Regions from separate parts of the Mus musculus genome. Here all the other regions are linked to region 4. A link is a contact called in public HiChIP or PLAC-seq and promoter capture Hi-C data. All regions are on one chromosome and are shown on one strand. The core of a region is the stretch at or near the end of the contact, and the rest is flanking DNA. Distances in the headings are between cores, read along the strand shown.

The links. Promoter capture Hi-C pulls out the DNA fragments that hold promoters and counts their contacts. HiChIP or PLAC-seq counts read pairs in DNA pulled down with a chosen protein or histone mark.
Region 1: a promoter capture Hi-C map of liver shows a contact between it and region 4, with 6 times the contacts expected there. The contact joins the promoter of Fdft1 here to the promoter of Dleu2 in region 4. A contact is called at or near these places in 3 of 39 promoter capture datasets (hippocampal neurons, liver and pre-B cells) and 2 of 115 datasets of contacts at active chromatin or transcription factors (embryonic stem cells and pancreatic cancer cells).
Region 2: an H3K27ac HiChIP or PLAC-seq map of thymic regulatory T cells shows a contact between it and region 4, with 9 times the contacts expected there. The contact joins the promoter of 4931440J10Rik here to the promoter of Dleu2 in region 4. A contact is called at or near these places in 4 of 39 promoter capture datasets (hippocampal neurons, liver, neural stem cells and 1 more), 6 of 484 Hi-C or Micro-C datasets (the G1E-ER4 cell line, LSK cells, cardiomyocytes and 3 more), 9 of 115 datasets of contacts at active chromatin or transcription factors (astrocytes, embryonic stem cells, epiblast stem cells and 5 more) and 1 of 9 other capture datasets (liver).
Region 3: a promoter capture Hi-C map of liver shows a contact between it and region 4, with 5 times the contacts expected there. The contact joins the promoter of Mtmr9 here to the promoter of Dleu2 in region 4. A contact is called at or near these places in 3 of 39 promoter capture datasets (liver and pre-B cells), 1 of 115 datasets of contacts at active chromatin or transcription factors (pancreatic cancer cells) and 1 of 9 other capture datasets (pancreatic islet).
Region 5: a promoter capture Hi-C map of pre-B cells shows a contact between it and region 4, with 6 times the contacts expected there. The contact joins the promoter of Wdfy2 here to the promoter of Dleu2 in region 4. A contact is called at or near these places in 7 of 39 promoter capture datasets (the C10 cell line, cranial neural crest, hippocampal neurons and 3 more), 2 of 484 Hi-C or Micro-C datasets (CD4 T cells and uterus), 8 of 115 datasets of contacts at active chromatin or transcription factors (DN3 thymocytes, astrocytes, double positive thymocytes and 4 more) and 1 of 9 other capture datasets (embryonic stem cells).

Annotation. Positions count from the first base shown.
Region 1 is chr14:63,175,838-63,181,364 of GRCm38.p6, forward strand. Fdft1 (farnesyl diphosphate farnesyl transferase 1) reads right to left here and starts at 2,050. Exons shown (of 8, transcript NM_001360211.1): 1 at 1,846-2,050. The coding sequence starts at 1,944.
Region 2 is chr14:62,758,358-62,763,673 of GRCm38.p6, forward strand. It overlaps 4931440J10Rik (RIKEN cDNA 4931440J10 gene), which reads left to right and starts at 2,144. Exons shown (of 7, transcript NR_045503.1): 1 at 2,144-2,229. Ints6 (integrator complex subunit 6) reads right to left here and starts at 2,755. Exons shown (of 19, transcript NM_008715.2): 1 at 2,191-2,755; 2 at 1,809-1,886; 3 at 844-993. The coding sequence starts at 2,301.
Region 3 is chr14:63,540,817-63,546,543 of GRCm38.p6, forward strand. Mtmr9 (myotubularin related protein 9) reads right to left here and starts at 3,137. Exons shown (of 10, transcript NM_177594.1): 1 at 2,642-3,137; 2 at 1,532-1,640. The coding sequence starts at 2,823.
Region 4 is chr14:61,679,010-61,684,358 of GRCm38.p6, forward strand. Dleu2 (deleted in lymphocytic leukemia, 2) reads right to left here and starts at 3,364. Exons shown (of 7, transcript NR_028264.1): 1 at 3,101-3,364.
Region 5 is chr14:62,835,533-62,841,078 of GRCm38.p6, forward strand. It overlaps Wdfy2 (WD repeat and FYVE domain containing 2), which reads left to right and starts at 2,158. Exons shown (of 12, transcript NM_175546.4): 1 at 2,158-2,525. The coding sequence starts at 2,389. Gm26536 (predicted gene, 26536) reads right to left here and starts at 2,999. Exons shown (of 2, transcript NR_168886.1): 1 at 2,593-2,999; 2 at 1,369-2,488. It overlaps Mir8098 (microRNA 8098), which reads left to right and starts at 2,189; the gene lies at 2,189-2,325.

The DNA of each region.
Region 1 (5,527 bases), core at 800-3,299, 1.5 Mb after region 4:
CATCCTAACTAGCAGTGATTTTCCCTCCTACTCTTGTAAATCCCCTTAGGAAAAGTCACTATTCTGCTATACTCAGGCAAAGGCACCTACCTGCCTTAGAAGGCTACATACAAGCTTCCCCAAAGCAGTCTGTTCACTAATTCATCTTCACACATTTCTGTTTTGTTTTTATTTTTCTGAGACAGGGTTTCTCTGTGTAGCCTTGGCTGTCCTGGAACTCAAACTCTGTAGACCAGGCTGGCCTTGAACTCAGAAATCCACCTGCCTCTGCCTCCCAAGTGCTGGGATTAAAGGCGTGTGCCACCATGCCCCGCTCTGTGTACCAGTTACCTTGGGTGTTTGTTTGTTTGTTTGTTTTTTGTCTTTTTGTTATTTTGTCTCCCCCCCCCACCCCCGCAGAGCTGAGGACCAAACCCAGGGCCTTGCACTTGCCTAGCAAGCGCTCTACCACTGAGCTAAATCCCCAACCCCCACACATTTCTGACAAGCTACTTTGCTCAAGGCAGTAAAGGCCTGTACATGAAGAAAAGATTATTTTCAAGCCGCTTCTAATTCAGATTTGCCAGGAGGCTGAGATGGGGATCAGAGGCAAGTGGATCTCTGAGTCACAAGGCTGGCCTGATCTACAAAGTGAGTTCCAAGACAGCCAGGGCTTACACAGTGAGACCCTGTCTTGAAAAAATAAAATTCAGAACCGAGTTAAGAGAACCCTGAAGTTGTTGCGAGACTGAAATAAAGAATCTTGCATCTGAAAGTGGCTCTGGGATCACGGGTCTAAGTTAAAGGGTGCTAGAGAAGGCAGGTAAGGAGACCTTGCAGGTCAGAATGAACTACCTGTCACTGGAGCTGTCAGGAGCTCAAGTTGGATTATAAAGCAGATTCTTGCTCTTGCTCTGATTACTTATCCGTGCAAGAATCTGGCAACTGTACCTTCTTCTCCCCTGAAACCTACTCTTGGCGTTCATTTCCTTGTGGACCCTGTCTATGCCCTTAATTACACTGCTATCCATGTTTTACCCCACAGAGTGCCCATCACTGACAGGTGTCCAGGGTCTGCTGAATGGCTGAGAGCACTTGTTAGAGCTAAATCTTAAAAAAGGGAGGATTCTGAATGAGAAAAGCAAGGGCACCAATTAAGAATACCTTTAAATAAAATACAGTGCCTGATGTTTCCAGTGAAGGGGAAACGTTTAAGTTTTTGATGTTAACTGGATGTGTCATCATGCAACAGTTACATACTTTTGTCAGAGTAAGTATTATCATAAAAGCACGCGTTTAAGAAAGGGAACAGACCAATGAAATACGAAAAAAACCAAAAAAACAAACATGTTCTGGCCTCTGGCAGCCAATAACTAGTAGGAACTTGGACACAACAAAAACCGTAGGAAGCACCCAGGAATAAAATAGTGGCTGCAGAAAGGTGAGTAAGCTTATGCGGGAGGTGATGTCTGAAAACTGGAAGGAGTGGGTGGGGCGAAGTAAGTTTCATTCCAGTGAAAATAGGCACGATAACTCCTCCAGGGTTCCTTATGTTCTCAAAATTGTTCTCAACCGTGTTCTCTTTAATCTCAATTCTGGAACGCACCCATTTAGGTAAAAATAACTCCAAGCTTAGAAGAACAAAATACGCAGCCAAACTACCAAGAAAAGCAATGGCTTGAACAGACAGAAACCTTGAAAGGCGGGGGGGGGGGGGGGGGGACATGGCCCTAGTGGGGGTGCGCGACCCAGGCAGGGATCCCGCCTTCCGTGAAGACCAGGGTGTCAGAGACCATCCATCCTCTAGAGACCTCTTGTGCGGGAAGCCGCCACAGGCCTGCGAGGGAGCAGGGATGCTCGACTTACCTGGTCCATCTTGGGTATAAAATTCCGCCGGCCTCCCATGCGGAATCGCAGCAGGTTATAGAACTCCTCCGGGTGGCCTAGACACTTGACGAACTCCATCCTTGCGACTGCTGGGCGCGGGGCTCACCTGTCGGGATCTCCCGCTCCCACCTGTGTTTAGACGCCGGGGAGTGGGCAGGGCGAGGAGGCGGGGCCAGCGCCGGACGTCCCGCCCACCTCCCGCCCTCCTCAACCGGCCGCGCCGCTCGCGCCTCCAGGCTAGGACGCGCGGAGTGGACTGACGGACGTTGATTGGCCAGAGCTGCTCGCACCAGGAAAACGTTAACCAATCGGAAGCCGGAGGAGCCTGGCGCGATGACCACACCCTAGAATTTGATTGGAGAGCTGGAAAGCAGCCAGCGAACACGATTGGTACCCAGCAGAGAGCCTTTGTTCCTGCGTGTCGTAGGCTGGCAGCGAGCGAGGCGCATGCGTGGACGTTCTGGAGTTCCGCGAAAGGCTTGAGAGCTTTGCACGATCCTAGGGACCTCGGCCTCCAGTCTGAGTTCACCTCTTGATATACCTAAGGGGTTGGCTGGCAAAGCCGAGTCAGAGTGAAAGGGTAGCAGGGACTGGAAACGCGCCTCGCGGCTTGAGAACAGATAAAACAGTCTTGCTTTCCTCCGAGGAGTTTACAGGGGCTCGAGTTTACCGGGGCTTTGCTGAGCCCCGGGAAACTCCAAGCGGGACAGCGCACAGTATTTCTCAGACTTCTCCACCCGTCTTTTGTGAGACGACATGGCGATGATTCTTGGATCCCATTTTCAAAGCTGCAAAAACAAAGGGAACTGAGCTCTTAATACCTCTCGATGTTCTAGTTGACGTGAACCAGGACTTATGTAGTGCTTGCAAAATCTGCCCGAGATTGGGCCTCCCAGGGATGTGATGGGAACAAATACCTCCTGCTCTCCCCAGTTAAGGATTGCAAGGAGCGAGGAAGGGCTCCCTCCCAGTTCTATTGGTAGTTGATGGTTGCTGGTGGAATGACTTAAAAAGTTACTAGCATAAATGATACATAAGTTTTATTATGAAGTCTTCATACACTTATATAATGTATTTTTATTACATTCCCCTTTACAGTCATAATTCTTACTGTTCCAATTAGCCTTCATTTCTACTTACACCTTTTTATTATATTTTGATGTGAGCATAAGTGTTATCACACACATACCATGTGTGGAAGTCATTTCTCTTCTTCCATTTGACTCCTGGAGATAGAACTCAGGTCATCAAGTTCGGTGGTGCCTTTGTATCACCTAAAGATAGACAAAGATTTTAAGTGGTATGTCTGCTAGTAAGTTGCCCATACTTCTGTTAGTAACCCTAATTAAACCTACTGACAGATCAAGAAGAAAAATGACTAGTTTTAAAGACAAGTTCAAGAAGAGTGGGGGCGGGAAGACGAGAGAATAATAGGGGTTGAATATGATCAGAATATATTATATACGTTATAAAATGTCATAATACAGCCCATTGTTATATATGGTGAATATGCTAGTAAAAACATATTAAAATTATTAAAATGTGCCAGTTTGGTCCTCAATGCTTGAGTCCTTCTATAGAAAACTTCTGTGTTGGAGCTTTAGTCTAAAATGGGGAATTTTAGAGATGGGAATTTCATAGGGATTATATATAAACAAGGCCACAAGGGCAGGCCTTAAAATTAATTCCAATGGAATTGGTGTCCTTAACTACAAGAAGAAAATATCAAAAAAGCCCCACCACCACCACCACCACCACACACAGTGAAGTCACAGTGTTCTAGAAGGTGTATTCCAGGGCAGAGACAACTGAATATGTCTTACTCTTAGACTTCCATCTTGAAGATCTGTGAGGAGTGAAGGATTACCTAACCACTCAGTCTTTGATTCTAATTTCCATTCAAAATATCAGTTTATTAGAAACAGCTGGAAAGTCAGACTTGGTCCCATCAGTTCCCATCAGAGTGGTAGCCAGCCCCTCCTTCTCACCCCAGCCTATGATACTCCCAGCTGTCAAAAATGGTAGCTCTTGTCAAAATGACCCATCGCAGCTGTCCTACAGCTTTAGCAAAGCACAGCTGCAGGGGATGGGTCCTCAGCCAAAGCCACCTGTTTGCCAGGAAGGACTTCCCATCCTAACCCATGGGCCTGAGGCAGGGAATTGGGGGGTGATGGTGAAAAAAAAAAAAAAAAGCCACTGATTACTGGGCTTTCCAGAAAAATCTACCAATCTCTGAGTTCCCCAAGCTCAGGACTTGAAATCCCACCAATCTTCAATCTGGATTTCTCTGCCCCACTACCCCGAGATATCCTATCCTGCTGAGATATAAACCCTGCCAATTGTCCAATTCCCTGCTGTCCACTCCTAGGAGCAGAGGACAGTCATCCCTGGATTTCTCTCTCCTCTCCTGGACCCTCCAATAAATCATGGTATTTGCAGCCTGGTGTGCATCATTGAAAGAAGCCAAGAAGCAATCAAGAGAAGGGGAAAAGTGAAGAGGTGGAGCAAAGCTGAGCTGCTCAGCTGAGAGCTACCGTGCCTCTCCTGAGGAAGCTTCCTCTCATGGCTGTGTGGTTTCTGGGCACCTGTGTCTCAAGATATCCTTCCATTGGGATACCTCTCCCCTCTGGTTCCTGGGCTTCCAAGTCCCAGGGTACCTTTCCCTCTGAACAAAACACACCACACACCTCAGTTCATCCAAGAATTAGGATAGCCCGTGGTAGCACTTACCAGCTTCTTTGCCTGTTGTCTTAATATTAGGCAGCCTCACAGGCACTCGCGTCTAGGCACAGCCAGAGGGCTTGATTCACTGGGTGCAGTGGAGTCCCACTACAGCCTACCATCTTCCTGTGGGACTCACCCAATGCATGCTCAGTCTCCTGGGAGGCCACTGTTAATGACAGTGAAACCCTGCAGAGAGTTCTCTCCAGCGAGCAGGTAGATGACCTCAAAGGCATGCTTGATGGTGCACCGTCGTAAGCTCAGGTTGCTGGAGAGACGCTCCACACATGGAGTGGGACACCAGCCTTGGAGAAGCACCAGGTGGTACAATACCAGGCATTGCATCCTGCACCAGTGCCTGTCAGACTTCTCTGCAGGGATACAGTCTTGCAGGAAACTGTCGCCTGCTTATCATCCATGCTCCAGGTGCCCCAAAAGCTTGATGTTTGAGGCCTCTGCTACCACCCTGTGACTATCTCCCATCAGTCATCTGGGCACACTGAGGACACCTCTGGCACAGATGGGAGAGTTGAGGGTTTTTTTTGGGGGGGGGGTATTGTTTTTGTTTTGTGTGTGTGTGTGGTTTTTTTTTTCCCTATGGCAGACTTAAGTGTGACAGTGGCATTAAACCTTGTTCATTGTTTGTTTTCCCTTTGAGGCAGTGTTTACATTGGCCCAAAACACCAGATCCCAGGGCCCCAGCCTCTCCGGAGGCTGGGATGTGTGTCACCATATTCAGCTTAACTGTGTGATCTTAAATTCCATAACCTTCCCAGACTTCAGGTAAGGACAGTAAGTATGGGTGCTCAGGACTAAGGAAATGGCTTATTGATTAGGAATACACACTGCTCTTCTAGAGAACCCAAGTTTGGTTCCCAGAACTCAAGCCAGGTGGCTCATAGCCCTTGTAACTCTAGCTTCAGGAGATCTGACCACCTTG
Region 2 (5,316 bases), core at 894-3,393, 1.1 Mb after region 4:
GAACTGTGCATTATGGAACTTGGGAAAAGTATATAACATATATTCCTAAATATAGCATTATGGTAATAGTGCTTTGCGTACTGAAGTCCTTGGGTGTAATATTATTCCTTGTGTACACCACTGCATATCCTTTGGCATCTTGCATTTCTAGGAGAGCAATGTCCTAAGTTAGTAACATTGGTCAATGACTGTTGTGACTTAAAGCTCTTGTCCCATCCTCACAGATGAAAAAAGCAACCTTAGGGAGCTTCAGGAAGACAGGCAAATTTTCATGTTTTGCAGAAAACATCTTCCCAAGGGTTTAGAATTTTTAAACTTTAGAACTTCTGAATCTGTCATTGATTTCAAGCTTCGTACTGAATGCAGTCAACCAGTTACTGCACACCACTGAAAACTCTTGCCTGAGTTTACAATCGAGGTTAAGCTAAACCCTTGTCTAAAAATCATTTCTTCCAATATCTTTATAATATAGAAGCAACTACGAAGTCAGCTAATGGCTGTGGCCCATTCAATGGTTGCATATGTGCCTACAGGAAACTCAGACTGATACATTGAGGCAGGACACCTTCCCTTTTATGTCTTTTTTATGAACTCTGAGGGACTGAAACCAAATGTGTGTCAACTTTCTAGCCAAGAATTCAGATTTGAATTCTGAATGCAAATACATTTAAAGGGGCGTGGGGGATATGCGGCCATAATACCTTAGATGTTTTGAACGGTGTGCACTGTTGTTCAACCTCCAATGTTTTATACTTGCATTCCATGTTACATACTTTTGGACTGGATTGTGGTTTTGTACACAAAAATAAAAACAACTCTTTTCTACCTTAGTATTCAACCTACCTGCCCATAGTTGTCTATGCCAGTTACTAATCTATTTAAATTTAACAAATCAAAAGCTGTCCTTAGGGATTGGCCAAGAGTCGTAAGTCCTTCTGCCTGAAGGTTTTTCAGTTCATTCATAAACGTTGCATGGTTTTCTTTCCATCCAGCCTGAAAAGAAAGATGTAAGATTTTTTTTTTTATCATTTGAAGTCATGTACACACATGGACACCGATTACAATGTGATGTCCACCAAGTAGGTATTCCATTTCAGGTTTGCATATTTAACTTCACTTTTGCTTGATATGGCTTGGGGAATGTGTTATAACTGTTGTCTCTGGTGAGGAAACTCTTCCAAAGGTGGCCAAGAATGAACCTGCTTGCCCTACACCTTTTGTTAAGTTAACAACCGTCTTAATACTTTAATAACTTCACTGGGAAATTTGCTAACATAACATCCTCCAAATTGTGTGCAAGGGACGGGTGTTGCGACGGTGCTAGTGGGAGGCAGATGGCAGCAGGACTTCTTAAGTTGACCACAGCTGTCCCACCGATCGGTGGCCTTCCTAGTTCCACTCTGTGATGACCAAGTCTCGAAGCCCCCCTCCAGGCTTCCCTGCCAGCTTTGGCTGATTCCCTTTTAATGCAAACCCGGGCTAGGCAAGGCTGGGCCCCGCTGTCACTCGGGCTAACTTGAATAAATATCCCCCACAGTTCATTGCTGCCGCTCACGCCGCGGAGGGGAAATGTCGGCCATGTTGATCGTAGCGCCTCCGCCGCCAGGCCGAGCAGGACCCGGAGGGGACGGCGGTGGGCCAGAAACTGCCACCTCGCTGACGCTCCCGGGCTGGGGAGGGGTGGGAGGCCGCGGGGAAGGGACCTGGAGGCGGGAGCGGCCGTGGGGGAGGGGAGCATAATGAAGAGGGGGCGGGGAGGGCGAGCTAGGCAGGATCAGGGAAGGGAGGGGGAGGGCGAGGGCTGTTACCTTGATAGCATAGGGCGGCTCTTCGAAAGTGACCAGCATATACCTGTCTCCTCTGCTGGCAGGGTCCCGGGCACGGAGCTGCGGGCCAGGGTGGGGACGGGCGGGAGAGAGGGAAACACAGAGGCGAGGTTACCAGTCGCAGAAGGGTCGCTGGCCGCCCCCACAGTACCGCACACGCAGGGCCGTCCCTCCGCCGCCCCCCGCACCCACAGCAGCCCCACATGGGCCAGGCCCAGCAGAGCCCGCTCCCAGCGCCCGCCCGCCCGCGCGGTGGGGGAGGGGTCCCCGCGCCCGCGGAGCCCGCAGTAAACCCGCTGCCCCCCGCCCTGCCCCCCGCGGGCCACCGGGTCCGGGTCACCACCGGGGCTGGGTTAGTCGGTACCTTCATGAAGGTCTCTACCGCGCCTTTGGCCGTGTCCAGGTAGGTGGTGCCCAGATGGCTGCGCTGGTTCATAGAGGCAGACGTGTCTATCAGGAACAGTAAGATGGGCATAGTGCTGGCCGGGGACACCGGGGCCCGAGGTGGTGAAGAGATGGCAGAGGTGGAAGCACCGGCGGCGGCGGCGGCAACCGCCGATACGCGGGGCGGGGAACGCGGCCCCCGGGAGGAAAACACCAGCTATGGGGAGTTTCTCCCCCGATAGTTGAGAGGAAACTCCCCAGCCCAGGTCCTCCCGGCCGTACCCCCGCCTCCGGCCTGCCTGCCCGCTGGGGCGGCCGCGCGGCCGTCTGTCCGTCCGTCCCCCCCGGCCTGGGGGTCCCGTCCCCACTCCCGGACCCTGTGTGTGTCCCCGCGGGAGACGGGCCCAGTTCCCCACCCCACCCCCAGTGCAGGGAGTGGGGACCAGGGATCTGGCGAAGAGGGGAGTGGGCTGAGGGGAGATTGGCCCTGGGGCTGTTGAGAGAAGTTTGAGAGACTCCCTCCGCACCCCAGCGGTGTCACCACTTTCTCAGCCCCTCTCGCTACTGAAGCGCTTTTCTCTCTCACACTCCGGTTTTAACTCGGGCAGGGGCTACGTAGGCTCCGCCCCTGACACGTACTCGGGTCATGTGATCCACAGGCCCACTGCCCTATTGGCTGGTCCTTACAGCCTCATTAGCATATTCAAACAGCTCAGGGGCGGGGGAAGCCTGCAGGCCGACCGAGAGGACAGTTATTGAGCACGCGCGGAGGCGGGGCAGCGGGTGCACGCTAGAGCCAGCGCGCAAGGGGCGGCGGGCGGCCCGAAGCCCGCAGCCGGGAGGCGGGCTTCGGGAAGGGGCGGGGACAGGCCGCGGAAGCACCGCGGGTTGGGGCGGGGACTGCGTCGGCGCGCGGAGGGCGGGCAGCGGCCCTAGGCGTGTGTGTCAAGGCGGCCGGCCTTTTGGCTGTGCGCGGTGACAGGGTCGGGAGAAGGGAAGTGGAAGCCGCCCCCAACCTGTGGGTGAGGGCCCTGCGTCGCGATTTGAGAACGCAGGGCCAAGAAGGGTGAACGGACGAAGAATACGGGAGCGCGCAGGCCCACGCGGCTGCAGCAGGCCGGGCCTTGGGGCGGCCCGGAGGGGGCGGGGGAGGGGAAGTGAGAGGTTGTTTATGACCTGGTATTAATCCCCGCCGGTCTTTCGGCTCCGGCTCTAGCCGGTCAGAGGATCCACCGAAAAGGAAGCCAGCCCTGGAGTGCCTCACCCAACCCTGCAAACCCGAAGCGGAACTCAGATGTGGACTAGTAAAGCAACTGTCCTCTCCAACCTAGTTCTCTCTTCAAATCGTGTTAAGGCACTAGACTAGATTAAGAAATGAAAGGGGGGCCTTCCAAATCCTAATCCACTGCCCTCGTTTTAAAAGTGAAAAGGGATGACCACGTTGCGCAGGTGACCCAGAGAATAGATAGGTTCCTGGGAAACCCGCCTCTCAAGTCTTTGCCAGTGTTGTGTCGGAAAACATTCTCAACCCCTGTCATATTAAGTCTTCAGTCTGCACCTGCAAGTCCGGAGAATTGTTCTCAAATGTAGTTGGGAAACTGCAAGACCCGCTGCCTGAAATATGAGTTGAATTCGGAACATTGAGGCCTTTTAAGAGTCGGTATTTGTAGGGCTTCTCCCACTGGCCCTGCATTTCCGGATTTTCTCTGCTGAAATTCTGGCCTGCTGGGCATCTGTAGTGACATGCTTGTGGCGCTTTTTTAAAATCAGGCTTTGTTGTTTGGGCTTTTCCTAATATTTCAAAAACAAAAGCCTCAGAACGTTGTTTAACTTATTATCAGTAAATAGTAGCATACTGTTCTATGGGAATAAACCATAGTACAGGCATGAGTTTATTAGAGAGTAAGACTATTAACTGATTAAATAACAACCAGGATGTGCTGCAGGCTAGTTATGCCTGGGGCTGGTAGAAATTAATATATGAATTGTGGTCCCTGTCTTCAAAGAGTTTGCAGTATTCGAAGAAAATATAAAAACGTTGAAAATCAGAAAATGATTATTGTAATTCGGGAAGAAAAAAACAATCCCTTAAATGGAGGGTGATAGGAATAGTTTCCAAGGTTTGTGTTTGTTGCTTAAGACTTCAGATCTCAAGAAGATCCTAATAAGAGATCAGTGACAATACAGAGTTGTTTTTGCAGCTCTGACATTTTTCTTTCCGTGTTAGTGCATAATTTTCAGAGAATTCGTCTCCCTTCTGGCCATGGCCTCTCAAATGTGTGTGAGTCCTGCCTGTCTGAAAACAGGCCATAATAATGTCTACTTCCTGTGTATTGTGGAATAGTATGAGCCCAATATGAGTTAAAGAAGCAACAGCAGCTGCTAGTGAAAAGAAAAAAGAGAAGAGAAAAATCAGGGCACTAAAAATGTGAAGAAAGCTTTGCTGATAGTCACAGCTAGGCAGAGGTACCAGCCAGCAAGGTTATCAGGCCCAGATAGCAGAATGCCTTTAGTCCAGAGAAAGAAATTTCCTCCTCCATATTAGGTTAGTTCTGATGGCGAGGAGGGAGGCTAAACCAAAACCATGTTTGAAGGAAATCAGATGAGTCTGATGATATAACATACTCCCATAATTAATATATCTTTTACAGTTATTTGAGATCATTTTCCAATTAAACCATGGCAGTTATTCCCTGAATCAGTGGTGTTGGCAGGTTGTCATCTAGGGTTGTTATGGACATGTGTGGTGAAGTTGCAGGTTAAATGCAAAGATCAGGAGAGACAAATCTTGAGAACTCACCTGGAGCAAATAACCAGAACCCATGCTTGTGATAGCACTGAAGACCAAAGATCAGATTTTCAGCCAGAAAGCTCAGAAGTTCTATATGACAAGGCCATTAAGTTGAACAGGAAATAGGATATATATGTCTATGTCTGTATATGTATTTATACAGCAGATACAAGTCAGAAACCAGGAGACATTGACAATCAGCCCTAGACAGAAATGGGCTACACTTACTCTGAAGTGACTGGTTTGCTTGGTTGGCGATGATGTAAGAGCAGTTCTTAGCTGGGACTCATGCATTAGCATTGCCTATAGAGCCTT
Region 3 (5,727 bases), core at 1,887-4,386, 1.9 Mb after region 4:
CCAGCTACATAGTGGTTAAGTCACATAGCTTCCCCTGTTCAATGGAAGAAACTTTTCAGGCTTATTAGGAGTGTCCATGGAGATAAGGCATCTAATAGGCCAACAACAGTCAATGCACACAATAAAACTAGCTCTAACAAGATACACACATGTGAAAGCTTCATCCACACTCACTTCCTCCTTCCTAAAGGGATCTGGCGAGGCGTCCTACTATCTCTATGCTACACTAGTTATGCCCAACCAAAGTGAGCCCTAGGCATCCCTCTGTCCAAACAGTGGAACATTATCTCAGTTTGCTTTCTCATTCATGTTGGGGAGTACAGCCAAGTCAAGAGCATACTTCCAAGTGACAACTACATATGGCAGACTATTCAACTTACATGCTCATTTCTTCCAGTAGAACTTGGCAAAAGCAGAAAGGTTTGTGTGTCATTTCCTCGACAACATATTACTTGATCCTCTACTTCTTGTTGAAAGCCAAACAAAATTCTAATTATAGATTTAAGGCTTTCTCTCTCCTTTTAAGAGCTAAACCCACTATTTTTTTTTTACATAAAGCCCAGTAAGTCAGTTACACAGAAAGAAAATAAAATCAGCTTGACTCTATAATTGCCTAGAAATTACTTTAAACAGTCAGTTGATATAATTGATATAATTTAGTGGCAGCAATTTAAAAGTTGGAGTAACCAAAATAGTTAGAAGAAGGAAAAGAATGTGAGACCTTCATCAGAGACCTTAAACTATCCAAGCAAAGTTTCTATGTGTGGCTCAACGCTTTTATACATGCATAAACAGACACGCCTTAGGTGAACTGGCAAAAACAAATACATACGTGCAGACATGCCAAAGTCACAAATGGCAACTGTTGGTGACAATCACTTGCTTTGTCTGTATACACAACACTGAGAGTATACATCTGACACACAGTGCAATGGTAAGCTAAGAAATGGTACGACAGTGAACTTTATGTGATATGGCTAATTTCTACCACAAAGTCTCAAAATAAAGCTGTTGCCATAGAAGGGTCCTCCAATGACAGCAACCATTTGCCAATAATTATACTAAGCATTCTACATAAACCCACGAATGTAATCGTAAAACACCTATAAAAGGCAGGTAATGTCATCTTCCTTTTATAAGACACTACAGGCTAACTGTGAGAGGTGAGGTGCTTCACCCATAGGCCCCATGTTAACAGGACCTCACTACTGCAACAATCACAGTATAAGAGCACTGCTCAGAGTTGAAGGGTTTCAGAGCTGCTCCACTCAGGATGACCACACTTGCTCACTGTGATGCCCAAGGACTGTAACATGGCCACAATCAGCTACACTGTATTTGTTTTACTGGCTTACAATTTCACATAGGATGTTCTTTCAGGAAATCTACAGAAACAGAAAAACAGTTCACAAACTGTCTTCAGAGCGAAAGTAGCAAGATTCGCACAGTAAATGATTCTTATGCATCAAGGGCTGTACAAAATCAAAATATCGCCATTTTCCTATCAGAATTTTGCCTGCAGCATACTTACCTCAATGGAACTGGCTATATTTAAACACTCCTCCATTCCAGGAATATCCAACTGAATGATTCGGAAATCTTTACATTTTATGATGATGGTACCCAGAGAGCCCACAAATCTGTAAGAAATTACATGAAATCATGAAAATGGTAAGAAAACTAGTGAGGACAGTAGGTGAGAACCAGAACACAGAGAACCAGGGATTCAGTCTTTATCATGCAGGCATGAGAGACCATTGAATACATTTATGCAATAAAGATGAACTGAGGAGTCTAGTAGTCTGCTGATGGTATCTTGTACACAGATACACACATACACACATAAGTAAAAATAAAAAATTTAAAGTGATGGAGTAGGGAAATAAAGATGAATTAGTTCCTATGTTCCTTTAGAGCCAGCCCCTTTCTTTTCACAAGAAAAACTGAATGTTAAGGGCTAATGATTACCCTCAGTGGGAAGTGATCATTCCAGAGAATAAGTAAGATGCAATATGATAAACTCAGTCTTCCCTAAATGAGCAGGGGTGTAAAATTTGTCATCCACCTGCATCGGCACTCCCCATCAGCTATTACAGGGGTGCACCTTACCGATTTTAAAACGTTTTAAGGAGAGACTAAAATGCATATGCATATATATGGAAAAAATGACAGTGTACTCAGTTAAATACTATGGCCAGGCATAGCGGCCCATACACACACAACTGTAATTCCAGCACTTACTTGGGAGGCTGGGGCTGGAGAGTTGGAAGTTCAAGACCGGCCTATGCTGCAAAGGGCTGAGCATGCCTATTTAAAAACGAGATCGTGGGGGAGGGGTCGCTTTAAATTGTATTGAATCATAACTTCGTGAAGTCAGATTAACAACAACCAATAATTCAAGAAATGTGGTGGAAGAAATTTTTTTTTTACAAAGAACATTTAAAAATACGCCCAAATGCTGTTCAAAATGACCACTACGACTCTGAGACCTTAGCCTGGGGATGCCAGGTGGCCAGTGCAGATAGATCTAGGCCCCAGAAGGCTCATTTGGCTGGCTGAGCCAGGATACCCATAAAAAACCACCTGAAAGCGTCTGTTCCGTTCCAGGCTCCTCCGGGACCTGGGTGTGGTGGGCGCTCACCGTTTGTCGATGGCGTCGATATTTGAATGGAGGAGCCAGAGCTCCTCCGTGTTGTCCTGCCGGGAAGACAGGATCAGGTGGTGGCCTGTCAGACACAGGGTCCCTTCCACGGCGGTGTAGAAAGGCCGGTGCAGCACCACATTGTCTACCCGTGGGGTTTTAATCAGCTCCGCAAACTCCATATTGGGCGCAGCCTAGGGGCGGGAGGCCCAGTCCCGCAGGTGCCCGGCGGTTAATCCGCAGACCCGGACGGAGCCCCGGCTGGGCGGGCCCGGGAGGTCGAGCCCCGCCCCGGCTGGGCGGGTGCGCCAGGGCCTGCGGGCACCGCCCTGGCCGCTTCTCCAAGTCTCTTCCGCACCACTGGCCGGGACTCGGTCGCAGAGAAGGCTTCCCGCCAGGCCCTGCACTCCCCGCTGCCACCGGCGTCTGACGGGCGGGCTGCGGAGGAGACGGACCCGGCGTCGGGGCAGCAGCATCCGAGCCCGAGCAGCCAGGGACTTCTGGCGGAAGTAGCTGCTGAGCGTTGCACCCGGCAGGAACTCCTGCACAATTAGAGGGACTCGAGACTCGGAAGACATAGAAACCGGACCGGAAGTTGGTACTTTGCTAGATCCGGTGGAACACAGCCAGAAACAATGACTTTATGGTCCTACAATGGAAAAACAAAACAAAACAAAACAAAACCAACCAAAACCTCTTTCACCTTCTACCGCCGCAATCCTTGCCCTTCAAATATTCCTTATCGGAAAAGGCGAGACGAGAAGACGTCGCTGACCTGCCAGCCTCCACATGAGTGCTGTCCCTCAAGGGCTCTTCGTTTGCGCTACCTGGTAGTTGTCTCATGAATTGGTCACGAAGAGATGTCAAATGTAGGATGGAAGCGGAGGTTGTGATCGAAAAGTAGCATCTTGGTGTCTGGAAGAGACATGGGACAATCTATGCTTTAGACTCTTTGAGAGCGCCATGACTTTAACCAAGAACAGCATATTCTAAAAGGATGGAAAGAGAAACTGACTAATCCTCGCCCTGCGAAAGGACTCTAGTGTCTTCAGAGATAGTTCAGTTAATCTGTAGCAAAGCCTGAAATCAAGACCTTGGTATATTGGTCACGACTTCATAGTATCCCGGCTAAGTACAGTCTAGCTGAACTGCTCACGGACACTGCAATGACAGAGTTTTGCTGTTGTAATTTCCCTCTTCTTTTTTTTTTTTTTTAATTTTTTATTAGGTATTTTCCTCATTTACATTTCCAATGCTATCCCAAAAGTCCCCCATACCCCCCCCCACTCCCCTACCCACCCACTCCCACTTTTTGGCCCTGGCATTCCCCTGTACTGGGGCATATAAAGTTTGCAAGTCCAATGGGCCTCTCTTTCCAGTGATGGCCGGCTAGGCCATCTTTTGATACATATGCAGCTAGAGTCAAGAGCTCCGGGGTACTGGTTAGTTCATAATGTTGTTCCACCTATAGAATTTCCCTCTTCTTGCTTTCTATCCCTCTACTTTATCCCAGAATAAGAATTATGTTTGAGTCCTGGCCTGCTTTTACTGTGTTAGCAGTGAAAATTCTCACCACCCAGTCAGTGTCTACGAACAGCAAGGTAGCTGACTTCAGAGTGTGCAAAGTGAAGTTGACCAGATTGCACAGTGTTTGTCCTTGATTTTGTTCTTGTCTTTTCTAAAAACCTTCCCTTCCTAAATCACTCACTCCTGCGATCCAGTTTATCTGCAAAAGGAAAACAACCAGCAATGGATGCTGATGGACTGAGGTGAAGTAATGTGGAGGTGTTTTCCACACCGGATTTGTTTACTTTCCTTCCTCACTTGACTCATTGTATTAACTACAAATTGTGGAATGGAAAACTTTTAATCTGAAAAATAATGAAAAGTTATACAGAGAAAAAAATGAAAGTAAAGCCTTGAAGGGTAAGGCTCCCCGAATGGAAGATATCCAAGGAAGAACTTAGTGTCCAATTTAGTATATGCTAGAAGATAGAAAGTCTCCATGGATTCTGTGGCCCTTCTGGTTTTCTTGAAAATAAATTATGAAAACGTTATTTCATTAAGTTAAAATGTTTCATGCTCTATAAAGTCATAAATTAGGATTTTTTCCTTTTATTTGTTTTTTGCCAAGAGAAAAAAATTAGGTATCTTCTGAGTTGTTATAATGAAGTACCAGAAACGATTAGGAAATTAAATCACCAGTGATTTGAAGTTCAAAGCGTAGAAAGTTCACTAGCGCTGAGAAAACCAAACTTAGTAGTTAGGAATAAAGCCTGAGTAAAGAGCAAGAAACAGTTCCCCACATAAGCAGTAGGTGGCGGTAGAATTCAAAGTCAATGGGATATGCCTCTATTAAAATAATCCAATGATGTAGTCAAATATTAACTGTCCAAACAGTCAAGAAATAAGGGCCTCAGGGGATTCTGATAAGCCAAGAAAATAATAAAATTTATAATGTGTACAATGGATTTACTTAAGGACTATAAAGATAGCTCAATGGGTGCCTTAGCATTCTATTGTGAAGAGACACCATGACCACAGCAACTCTTTTTTTTTTTTTAATTAGATATTTTCTTAATTTACATTCTAAATGTTATCCCCTTTCCAGGTCTCCCCCGGAGACACTCTATTCTATCCTCCCTTCCCCTGCTTCTATGAGGATGCTCACCCACACACTCCCACCTCCCGGCTCTCACATTCCCCTATACTGGGGCATCGAGCCTTCACAAGACCACGGGCCTCTTCTCCCATTGATGTCCGACAACATCATACTCTGCTACATATGCAGCTGGAGCCATGGGTCCCTCCAGGTGTACTCTTTGGTTGGTGGTTTAGTCCCTGGGAGCCCTGAGGGTCTGGTTGGTTGATGTTCTTTTTCCTATGGGTTGCAAACCCCTTCAGCTCCTTCAGTCTGTTCTCTAACTCAGTCTGATCACATCAACTCTTATAAAGGAAGGCATTTAATTGAGGGTGTCTTTTGGTTTCAGTGGTTCAGTCCATCATCATCATGGCAGAACATAATAGCACACAGGCAGACAGTGCTGGAAAAGGAGCTGAGAGTTCTACATCTGGATCTTTAGGCA
Region 4 (5,349 bases), core at 2,114-4,613:
TTGATATGAGTGTTATTTTTAGTTCTCTAGATATATTAAGCCAATCATTTACCTGGTAACTGTTGACTTAGCATTTACTGTGAAAATGGGAAAAGTACATGCAACTCTTATGCTTTCTTTTCCACTAAGAGTGGAAGTCTTTCCAGTCCCATTGTTTTTGAGACAGTCATAGTCTGTATTGCATGCTGGTCTTGAGATCACAGTAGTCCTCTTGCCTCAGCCTCCCGAGTGGATTACAGGCACTAAGCATCATGCCTGGCTCTTTTTGGTCTTATGAAGGAAGCAGCAGGTTTCTCTTTATTTTCAGGTAGCAGGACGGATGGCCTACAGAACTATAGCCATGCACCAAGGATTAGAGCCATGGAGGACTACAGCCATACACTAAGGACACTATTTCTTTACTTAGCCTTGTCCTTTAAAGCCTCCTCCTGCTCTAGACTTGCACTAAGTGTGAGTGTTCCTTGGAGTTCTGGCTAACTAGACAGCCTCCCGGTCCTCTTAGCCTCCCCCATGGCTTTAGCTACCACTTATATTTTAGTGACTTCAGAGATCCAGACTTTACACCAACCTCCCTGGGAAAGGTTCCCCCATAGTGTAAAAAATGTGTTTACCCCGAGGTCCACACCTTCTTACTCACCCAAAGACAAGACTGTGCATCCCTTGACCTCAAACAGCTAATGACTTCTCTTGGGTACATGGCAGGTGGTTCTAGCAGGTTCTATCTTAGCTCACAATCCTTTTACATCCCATCTCTAAGCCTCCCAGATCCTCACAAGGCCTATGTGACCAATTGTCACATCTATCAGACATCTTCTGGAGGTTTTCCCTTCTTGCAGGTTTTGAGCTGAGGCATCACAAAGCAGAGAAACCCTTTGAAATCCTGTGCTACATTTTCTGTTTACTTGTAGGAGGAAAAAAAAAACCAACCACCACCCATTGCTTTTTTTTTCCCCTCAAAGCATATCTGTTCATCCTAAAAGGCTAAAAAAATAAAAATGCCCATTCAGGTACAAATACAAATTCCTCAGCATGGTTATTCTGAATCATGAAGGCCCTGACCATCTGTCCAGCTTCCCTCTTACCCCTTTTCAACTCCCACCCAGCACCCGTACCAGTACGCACATCTATCTTGCAGGCCCCAGTGTGTGTACTCTGTAGTCTTTTGGACACTTTTATTCTTAGCTGACCTAACCACTCAGGAAGTCACCATCTTTCTTTCAAGAGACACCCCAGGTGACACTACCTATGGAAAGCTACAGCGGCTAGGAGAGCTCACTCAACTCTTCCCACCCGACAGACAACCTCACAATCTTTCTCATAGCATATGCCTCTTGGATTTCTAAAGTGGAGGCTGAAGGAATGTGGGAATGTGAAAATTAAAATCATAACACCCCAACAAGCAATAACGTACTAGTGGCACATTTACACACTAGGGAAGAAAAGCACACGTTTTTGTTGTACTTTCTTGGAAGAAATTGGGTGATAAACATAAAATTCCCACCAGACCAGACTTTTGACACTAGATAAATATCACACATCCCTTCCTGTTACAGAATATAGTGCAGGGACTTTGCCAGCATTTAGTTTCCCCTTTTATCATTCTAATATGGGCATTCTATGTTGCAGGTGTCTAGGAGAGTCAGTAACCTACACCGAAAAGCCAGTTAATGGTCATGACAGTCCCCAAATTCTCCATTTACTCCGGGAAATGTTCCACTTTCACTGTTCTAAGTCTTCTCCTTACAACACAGATTCTAAGAACCAAGTATTTTTCTTTCCTAAGACTTTAAATTGTTGCTTCTTAGTAGAGATCTTTGCTATAATAGGGCGGACCGATCCTATCGAAGCGTATTTCCCCGCTCTTAACTCATCTACCTATAAATAGCGCCGCTCACCGAGCTGAGTCACCAAAACCCAGAGTTTACTCAAAATAGCTCTTAAGGACTGCTGGAATTGAGTCGCTCCAGTGGTGACAGATTGACCACACACCCATCAAGCTGGGCCACGGACCAGAGCCATAGAACTGGCTCCTAACCACCAGGCGCCCAGAGGGCTAGTCAGGCGAGTAAGACCCTAGTCGCTGGGATCTCGAAGTCTGGACTCAGGAACCAGCTAGTGGCCAGACTCCGCCTTGACGGAACAGAGTCCTCCCCGCCCTTTTGGAGCTGGGAGCCGCGGGGGGCCCGGCACCCGGCACCGCCCTCGCCCACTGCTCACACAATGGGGCGCGTCGAGGGGCGGCCCGGCTTGAGCTTCAGACCTAGCCCTCATTGCCTAACTCCCGGTTGTTGCCAAAGCACCTGATGACCTCAGACTATTGCCCACCCTCAGGAGGGTGCAGAAGCTTGGGAGCAGCAGCCCTGGGGGGGGTGGGGGGGGGGAGAAAACGGAAGTGCCACCCCCTGCAGGCAGGGTGGTGACGTCACCCTACCGCCAGCCTGTAGCGGGGGTGGTTGCCCATCACGTGATCCACGCCCCTCAGAATCCCGCGCGCGCGCTCCCTCCCCCCCCTTTTCAACTAGACTCCCACCTCTCCCGCCTCCTCTCCCCAACTTTCGCCCTCCCTGCTCCCTCACCGCTGTCAACAGCGCCAGCTCCGCCCTCCCCAACGGCGAAGCAGCGGGCTCCTGAGTTCAGGTCCTTGCTCCCTGAGCGCAGGGTGCCCCCCTCCCACCCTGTCCCCAAATTTAGGCGCTCAGGGTGCGTGGGCCTCGGGGGTGCAGTGGCGGCGGCGACAATTCTCCACTCATTCCTCCCACCGTGGACCAGGCGGACTCTGCAGGTCTGCGTTCAAAGGGGACCGAGAGACGCGCACGGCCTCCGGGGAGCCCCCTCCTCTCACCCTGCGGCCCGCCTGCTCTGCCAGCTCCGTCTCCCGTGGGGGCCACGCGCAGATCTCCTCCTGGAGCCCCTCACTCTCTTCGCTCCGTGCACGCCGGGGTTACAGCTTTGCTTTTTTTTTTTTTTTTTCCTTCTGTCGCTGCTGCTCCTCGTTCTATTTCCTTACCGCCCCCCGCCCCCGCCCCGGTTCCCTTCTAAAAGTGGAGGCTGGAGGAGGGAGAAAAGCAGCCTAGAGTCGAAAGGGGCGGTGCGCACTGACCTGTCAGCGACGGAGGAAGACCCCCGGTCTGGGCGAGCTCTCCAGCCAGTGGGGGCACTGGAGCGCAGGGCTCGAGCGGAGCGGCGGCTGCGCTCGACCAGGTGTCCCCTAGGCCGGTCTGCGCCGCCCCCTCCCTCGGCGCCGCGCTCTCCGCCCCAACATCGGGGACCAGGGAACCCCCCAGCTCGATTTTTTGTGCAGTTTCAGCAAAGCTCCGAGGAAGTTGGTCCTTTTGTTCCACTATTTATAGATTGCGTCAACATTGCGAAAAGAAGAAGGCGGAGCGGTGGCCCCTCCCCCGCCCCTCGGCCCGCTCCCAGGAGAGAAAAGCCCCAGCACACGACCTAAGTACACAGCGCGCCAGCCGCCCGCCCCCGGGCCTCCTGCTCGCCACTTCCCCCTCCCCCCGCCCGGGCCCGAGCGCTGCCAACCCCGTCACGTGCCCTCTCGGGAAAACCAGCTCCCCGGGGCTGTGCGCCGCCCGCCTGGTTCCGTGGCAGCGGCCTCCGCCCTGCGGCGCTCCCCTGCTCCTGGCTGGGGTCGCCGGCCCGGGTGGTGTGCACGACCTGGGGACCCGCACTCTGACCACTCGACGGGGGGTGGGGGGGGGGAATTTCTCCCGGACCCGAGCCTTGCGCGCGGAGTGGCCCCGAGCGTGCCGTTCGCTCGCTCGCTCGGGCGTCTCTACCTCCCTCCGTCTCTGGGAGCGCCACCGCCCTACTTGCAGAGAGCGCGCGCGTTTGGGCCTCGCTTTGGAGCCCACGGCCTGGACAAGTCCCTGTGCCCCCTACGTGCGGCGGCTCCCGCAGGCGTCCGCTTGCTAGGCCTCGCTCCCCCGGCCAACGGGCGTGAGGGGTGCGGGGGTGGCTCGCAGCAGCTCCCAGGCAAAAGCGCTGGGCGCGGGAAGCGCGGGGCGGACGCTCTGGATCCGCAGGTGCAGCTAGCTTCACGCTAGCTTCCTTCTCGCTTTCCCAGCTGCTTAAAGCCCCAGGCATTTGCGCATCCGACTCCTTGACAAGGGAACGCGGTTCTTGAGGACTTACTCTTTGGTTACAGGAGTGATTGGGGCAAACCATTACAAGTTGCCTTTAAACCCCGAGGACGAAGTGATAGGCCCCTCCAAACCCCGAAGTGAAACTGAGCGCCCTGCTGGCCTAAAGCCTAGGCGGAGGGCTCAGTGTAAACAAAAAGTGCGATAAACACCAAAGGAAGGCCTTACAATTAAGGCAAACTAAGTGGTTAGTCTAAGCGTGATTAACTTCTGTAGCTTCTAGTCCCTTTCCTAAGTAATTGATTTCAGAACGCAGTTTTACTTTTCAGGATCAGAACATAATAAGTTAGCTACCAGATCACTGATTCAGGAAAACAGGCTGAGCTCGGATGAGAACAGGAAACGCATCGGACTTTCCCAGCAACTGGAGAGGGGTAAACAGTCTAGAAGAACTCCCCCCATCCCACTCCCCCGCCCCAAGTTCGGACCACCACCACGCCTCAGCACGGGCACCTACCTACTGTGAGGGGCTTGGAAGTTAGGTATAAGGGTGGGTCCAAACCTGGTAGAGCTTTTCCAAGAGTCAGATGGGGGAGGAAATAGATTTGCCTAGAGTTGAGAAACCTTTCCAGATTTAGGCCCGCTTGCTTTCGCTCTCTCTATTTCTATTTCTTTTCTTTCTTTCTTTCTTTTTTTTAAAGGAGAAACTTTAGATTCTAAAGCTTAGAACGTGCCTTCCAAGTTTGCTATGTGTGTGCTTGCTAAAAGAAGGAAGTGAGACAATATAAAGTGAACTTTTGCAGCACTCGCTTCCTTTCTAAAGTTTGGAGCTGCAGGCCTGATAGGCTTTGGTCGCCCACACCTGGCGGTGTGCAGAGCCTAGGGCGGGACCTCAATCTTCCCCATCCTCTGCAATTTATCCAAAGGCCCTAGCTACTCACCTCCCGGTCCTTGTACCCTTCATTACTCAGCATTTGGAAAACAAACCTCTTATGAATGCAAATTCGTTTCTTTGACACTTTGGTTGCAGCAATAGCTACAAATCACGTTTCTTTGCATTTAGTAAACAAGTCAGGGCCTCCTGGTCCTTCCCACTCTTGCAAGGGTCAGAGTTTGTCAAGGCATGGTCATGGTTGCCTTACCCCGTCCTCCGACTAAGGCTCAGCGGCACAGCTATTTTGTTAAGACACCGGCTTTCCGCCCCCACTTTGTTCTTTCACGGTCTTCCTAGCCGCGGAGAGGAGGGAAGGGAATCAAA
Region 5 (5,546 bases), core at 908-3,407, 1.2 Mb after region 4:
GTAGACCAGGCTGGTCTTGAACTCAGAAATCCGCCTGCCTCTGCCTCCCAAGTGCTGGGATCAAAGGTGTGTGCCACCACTGCCCGGCCCACCCAGTCTTTTATTACCAGTTTTGCTTGTGGAATGTGCCAGAAAAAAAATACATACTGTTTGTTACTAAAATGGTTTGTGGAGTCTCCTGTGACCCTGGCTTTCTTTGTCTGACAGACACCCTTTCATAATTGGCCATCAAAGACTGAGAAGTTGATCTAAAAGAAGTCATTTTAATCCAGTTATTAAAAATAGCCTTGGGGGCTGGAGAGATGGCTCAGCGGTTAAGAGCACTGACTGCTCTTCTGAAGGTCCTGAGTTCAAATCCCAGAAACCACATGGTGGCTCACAATTATCTGTGGTGAGATCGGATGCCCTCTTCTGGTCTGTCTGAAGATAGCTACAGTGTACTTACATATAATAAGTAAATAAATCTTTAAAAGAAAAAGACGTTTATTTAAAAAAAAATAGCCTTGGTAGTAGGTTATAAAAGATGGTTTAGCAACTAAGATTACTTGTTAGAGGACCTGGGTTTAAATCCAAGCACCCATATTGTAGCTCACAATAGGTTGTAAATACAGTTTCAGGGGGTCCACTTCTTCTGACCTTGCTGGGCTCCCGCACACATGCGGTACACATATTGGCACTCAGGCACACACACACACACACACACACACACACACACACACACACACAAACACAAACACACTATAAAATAAAGAAAAAATAGTTCTCTTGGGCCTGTAGAGATGACTTAGCAGTTAAGAGAACTGGACACTCTTCCAGAACTACATTTGACTCACAGCACCCACTTAGAGCTCACAACTTTCCATAACTCCAGTTCCAGGGATCCAGGCACACACCTGGCGAACAGACATACATGAACGGAAGACAGCCTTCTGACTGCTTTATTCCTTTCTCTCTCAATTCTGTACAAACACTAGTCTGATTATTTCACGTAAGTGGAATCATAAAATAAACGGTCCTCTATGATTAGTTCCTTTCATTTAGCATTTTGCTTTCAAGGTTCGCCTTGCTTTGCTATGCTAATGGAAATCACAGATATCTAGTACCCCACCGTTTCTTTTGGACCTGACAGTAGCAATGTTTATCCTTTGAAGCAATACTACATTCCCCCCCCCCCAAAAGAGACTGTTTTACATCCCCACCTGAATTGTAAAGGAGTTCCAATTTCCCCATAGCCCAGTCAACATTTTATTCTCCTTATTACAGTCATTCTATATTATATTGTGATTGTATTTATTAACTGTCCGTTGTCACTGGAAAAGCAAAAATGTTCAATTGCTAGGGATTGGAAACAAGACTGGACAAAAAGACTTAGGTTCAAGTGTGAGTCCTTTATTCATAATACAAAGAGAAGATTGATACCATGATCTCTAAACTCCCTCAAAGAAGCTTGTATGAGAGTCTCTTCTTCCTCTACCCTCATATCTCACTAAAACCGGTGGCAGTGTGACCCCGAGAGAAGTCTTGCTCAGCAGGGCTTGCTCTTTAGTTCTCCCTCTTAGATACTACACTATTTCTGCCTCTGACTTGGGCAATAACCCACAGAAGGCGCAGAGTTTCGTTTGCCCACATCTCTCCTGGGCTGAGAAGTGGGCGTTACTGCTTTCTAGAACAAGGACGTCGAGGATGGAGGAAACTACAACCCCCAAGAGTCCACGCGGTGCTGGCAAGAGCCGTTTCTCTACGGCCGACAGCACAGCGCCCTCTCCGGTGTGTTATTGTTAAAACTTAGCGGTGAGTCATCTGCGCGCATGCACACTCACGTCCCAACTAGTTTAGCCTCTATCCTTCCTGCAGGCGCTTTTCCGGTGCGGCTGACGTAGGCTTTTCCCCGCCCCCAGAGTCTGGAGAGGGTGGGGCTCTGGGCACGCGCATTCACAGATTTTTTTTTTTATGAGGGAGGGGACAAAGCTTTGGGTGTGGAAGGGAAAGTAAAGGACTGCGGGGCGCATGCGTCCTGACAGCACTGCGGGCCTCGGTTACTTACGGGCGGCGGGGCGGAAGTGGCTCCTGGACTGACGCACGCGCATTGGCTGCTAGTGCCCATCCTCCGGAAGTGGGTTGGCCGCCTTGCGACAGGGCCCCGCCCCGCCCCGCCCCCTGCTCCCCGCCCCCTACTCTCTTAGGTGGCGCCGGCTTGCGGCTAGTGTGGCGGCGGTGTTGGTTTTGGAAGCCAGAGCGGGCACATTCCCTGGACAGGCGGCAGGGCTATGGTCGCTGGCTCCCAAAGGCCCGCTCCGCTTCGCAGCCCGATCCTGAGCGCAAGCCTGAGCGTTCTCTTCAGCCAAGTCCCCCGGCGCGTTCGGCTGCTCCCCGGGCGCGCCCCCTCCGATGGCGGCGGAGATCCAGCCCCAGCCACTGACCCGCAAGCCGATCCTGCTGCAGCGGGTCGAGGGGTCGCAGGAGGTGGTCAACATGGCGGTGATTGTACCTAAAGAAGAGGGTGTCATCAGCGTCTCGGAGGACAGGTACTGACTGCTTGTCCCCGTGCCGCGCGGAGGTCCGGCCCTGGCTTGGTGGGAGGGTAGACCGCACCTACTGGTTCAGTTCCCAGCGCGGTGGCCTTGGCCTCAGCAACTGGTCCCTGGCGGAGTCCGAGTGGCCCTTGGGTTAACAGTGCAGGAGACACCAGACCTGGTCCAGTTTTGGGGATGGGAAGGGCAGAGGGAGAAGCCGCCCAGCTTTGCAGGTGTTTTAGCTTAAAGGACCCTCCATGCACCGGGATGATTTGGAGGCGCTGCTAGTTGGTCCATTGTTTGGTTACCCAAACGAGAAAGGGAACGTATTTTCTTTCTTCTATACGGTTCACCGAATCTGTGTATCTCCAGGACATCTTTCACCGAACCCAAGGACTTATTAAATTGTGAAGAGAGTAACTTTGGGCTTCTGCGTGTGGCGCCTTCCTTTCCTAAAAGTTTATGTCTTGGAGCTCAAGGGGAAGTGACTGGAAGTTGCAAGGGATCACTTTTGCAGACAACTGCTTGAGTTCCTTCCCTTTGCCTACTTCCTTTCCAAGATTGCTTAATTAGCAGAAGTAGCTCTGGTTCTGCCTTCAGGATTCCCCTTTTGCGCTGTGTTTTTGATTTCCAGAGGAATGCCGCTTGAATATAGGGGATAGGGTAAGATATCTGAAATTACTATTTGGGTAATATCTACAAGCATTTTAAAATCAGTTGTAGCGTGGCAGAGGTATGTAACTGTCTGGGTTCTTAGCTTCAGACAGGCAGTTAGGTTTTCTTATTATAAGTTAGTATCATGCCGAGGTAGAGTTATTCTGTGACTCTTAAAATTGCAAAGATAAAGCAAAAAGTGCTCACTTAAAAAAAAATCGTTTCAGCACCTAATGTAAATTCAAACATTTTTTACTTGATTTGTTTCTTAGGTTCTTGAATATAAAGGAAGAGTGTATTGCATGTGTATATTGCATATCGACCTCTGCATCATTCTTGATATGCATGGCGCCTACTTCATTTCCTATGCAGATCTGTGGGGAAACATTGCGAACATATGCTAATGGCAGTCAGTCCAGGAAGAACTGAAGAAACTGAGTGACGTGGATGTGGGAGCCGTTAGAGATTCATAAAGAAGTCTTATGACAGTGTTTAATTTTTTCCTTTGGTGCAACATGCTTAGACTGCATTAGACTGTTTCTGGGCTTAAAATTTGTCATCAAAGGATTATCTTTCTGGAATATTTTCTATAAAATATATTGAAGGAATATGTTGATAACTTCCCCTTTCCATTACTAGAGATGAGATTGATTCCCGATTTGTAAGCAATTCTTTAGTTCATTAAACTCAATCGGAGGAGGAGGAGAAAGGTTGTCCAGACCTCAGCTCCATGCTATTAGTTTAGAAACGTCTGATTCCCATTTCAATGTATTTTCCTTGAAGGAAACAACTTTAGTGGAGGTAATGTTCCATGTCTAGAGAAGCTAAAGTATATGTGCAGAAAAGTGAAGAGCACGTCTCGGTTCATCGTCGCACAAAGGAAGTGCAGTGCCTAATGATCTCTCACTTCCCTGGTTTGCAGTGTACATAACAGAATTTGTCTTACTGTGGAGTTACCGGGAATCGGGCCCCTGCAGTAATGCTGGGTCCTTGTCTCTGTAAATTTTGTTACTCAGGTTGACAAGTCTCTGCTTCTTCGGGTCAATCAACCATGAATGTAGCTGTTTTAAGGCAGTTTTAGATATGGCTTGCCCTAAAAGAAAGAATTGATCTGTGTTCTTACTTTTCAAAGGCAATGTTAGTGCCGCTTGATATAATGCTAAAGATAGGAAGATGGAGTATTGATTTTCATCAACACTTGCAAAACCATTACCATTAGCTGCTTTGCCAGTTCGTTACTGAACCATGAGGGTCAGCTACAAATAGTGCGCTGTAGCATTTTACTTAGGAAATCCTAGTTCCCTTTCTCCGTTCAGACTCATTGGAGCCTTTATCTGCACCTTTGAGAAAGCTTAATATTTTTGTTTTAAGCAGTGATATACCTATGTTATGTCTGTTTTGTCTTCTGTGAGGCCTCTAGGAAGCGTTGTGTCCTTTACTGACTAAGGAGCTACATAGTACCTGGCACACAGGAGTCCCTCATTACTTGTTTTATCAGTGACTGATGTAGGACCTCCCTCCACCCCATTTCTAAGAATCCAGTACTTAACTATTCTGGATTCATTGATGTTTGCTGAGTGAGTATTTGGATGACTTGTGAAAACCTTATGTAGACAAGTAGACCTTCGTGGGGGAAGTATTGGACTAGGTGGCCTTAGACACGTTCAAACTGAGAATTCAAGCATTGCTTCAGTCATCCCAGCAGACAGTAAAGTTTCTAGTGTGTTCTCATCGTGTGTGTGTGTGTGTGTGTGTGTGTGTGTGTGCGCGCGCACGTGCGCGCGCGTGTGCATTTGTGCGAATGGGTGACAGCGATGTTAATGACCAAGTCTTTTCAAGGTGCTTACATAGTTGAGTAGCAGAAATTTTAGAGTATAGGTTTTGTTTTGTGTATGTGTGTGGTGCTAGGGATGGAACTCTGAAGTCTGGACATGCTAGGTAAGCACTCTCTACCCCTGAGTCACACCCCCTGGCCGAGAATATTATGTAATAAAACCGTTACATTTAAGATAGAGTGTTGAAAAGAGAACTTTCTGGTGGGGAAGAGTGACTGGGCTCCAGCCCCTGTTGTTCTCCTTTCCTCTGGAGGATTGTTACACTTGCCGTACGTTTTCCTTCCCGGGCTTCTCTCACTAGCAAGCTGGTGGTTCTCAAATCTTCAAGCTAAAGAGTAGGTTTCACGTTCACTGTGGCACAGTTGGGACAACTTGGCACTTTACTTGATATCGAAGGAAGAAACAGAAAATAAGAAAGCTGTCTGCCCTGGTGGAGAACCTGTTCCCACAACTCGCTGACCTTGCAGAGCCTTTGGTTGTAACTAGGTTCCAGTTACAAAGGCTCCACCAAATTGTGGGATCTAAGGTCCCTCGCTTCCCTGCT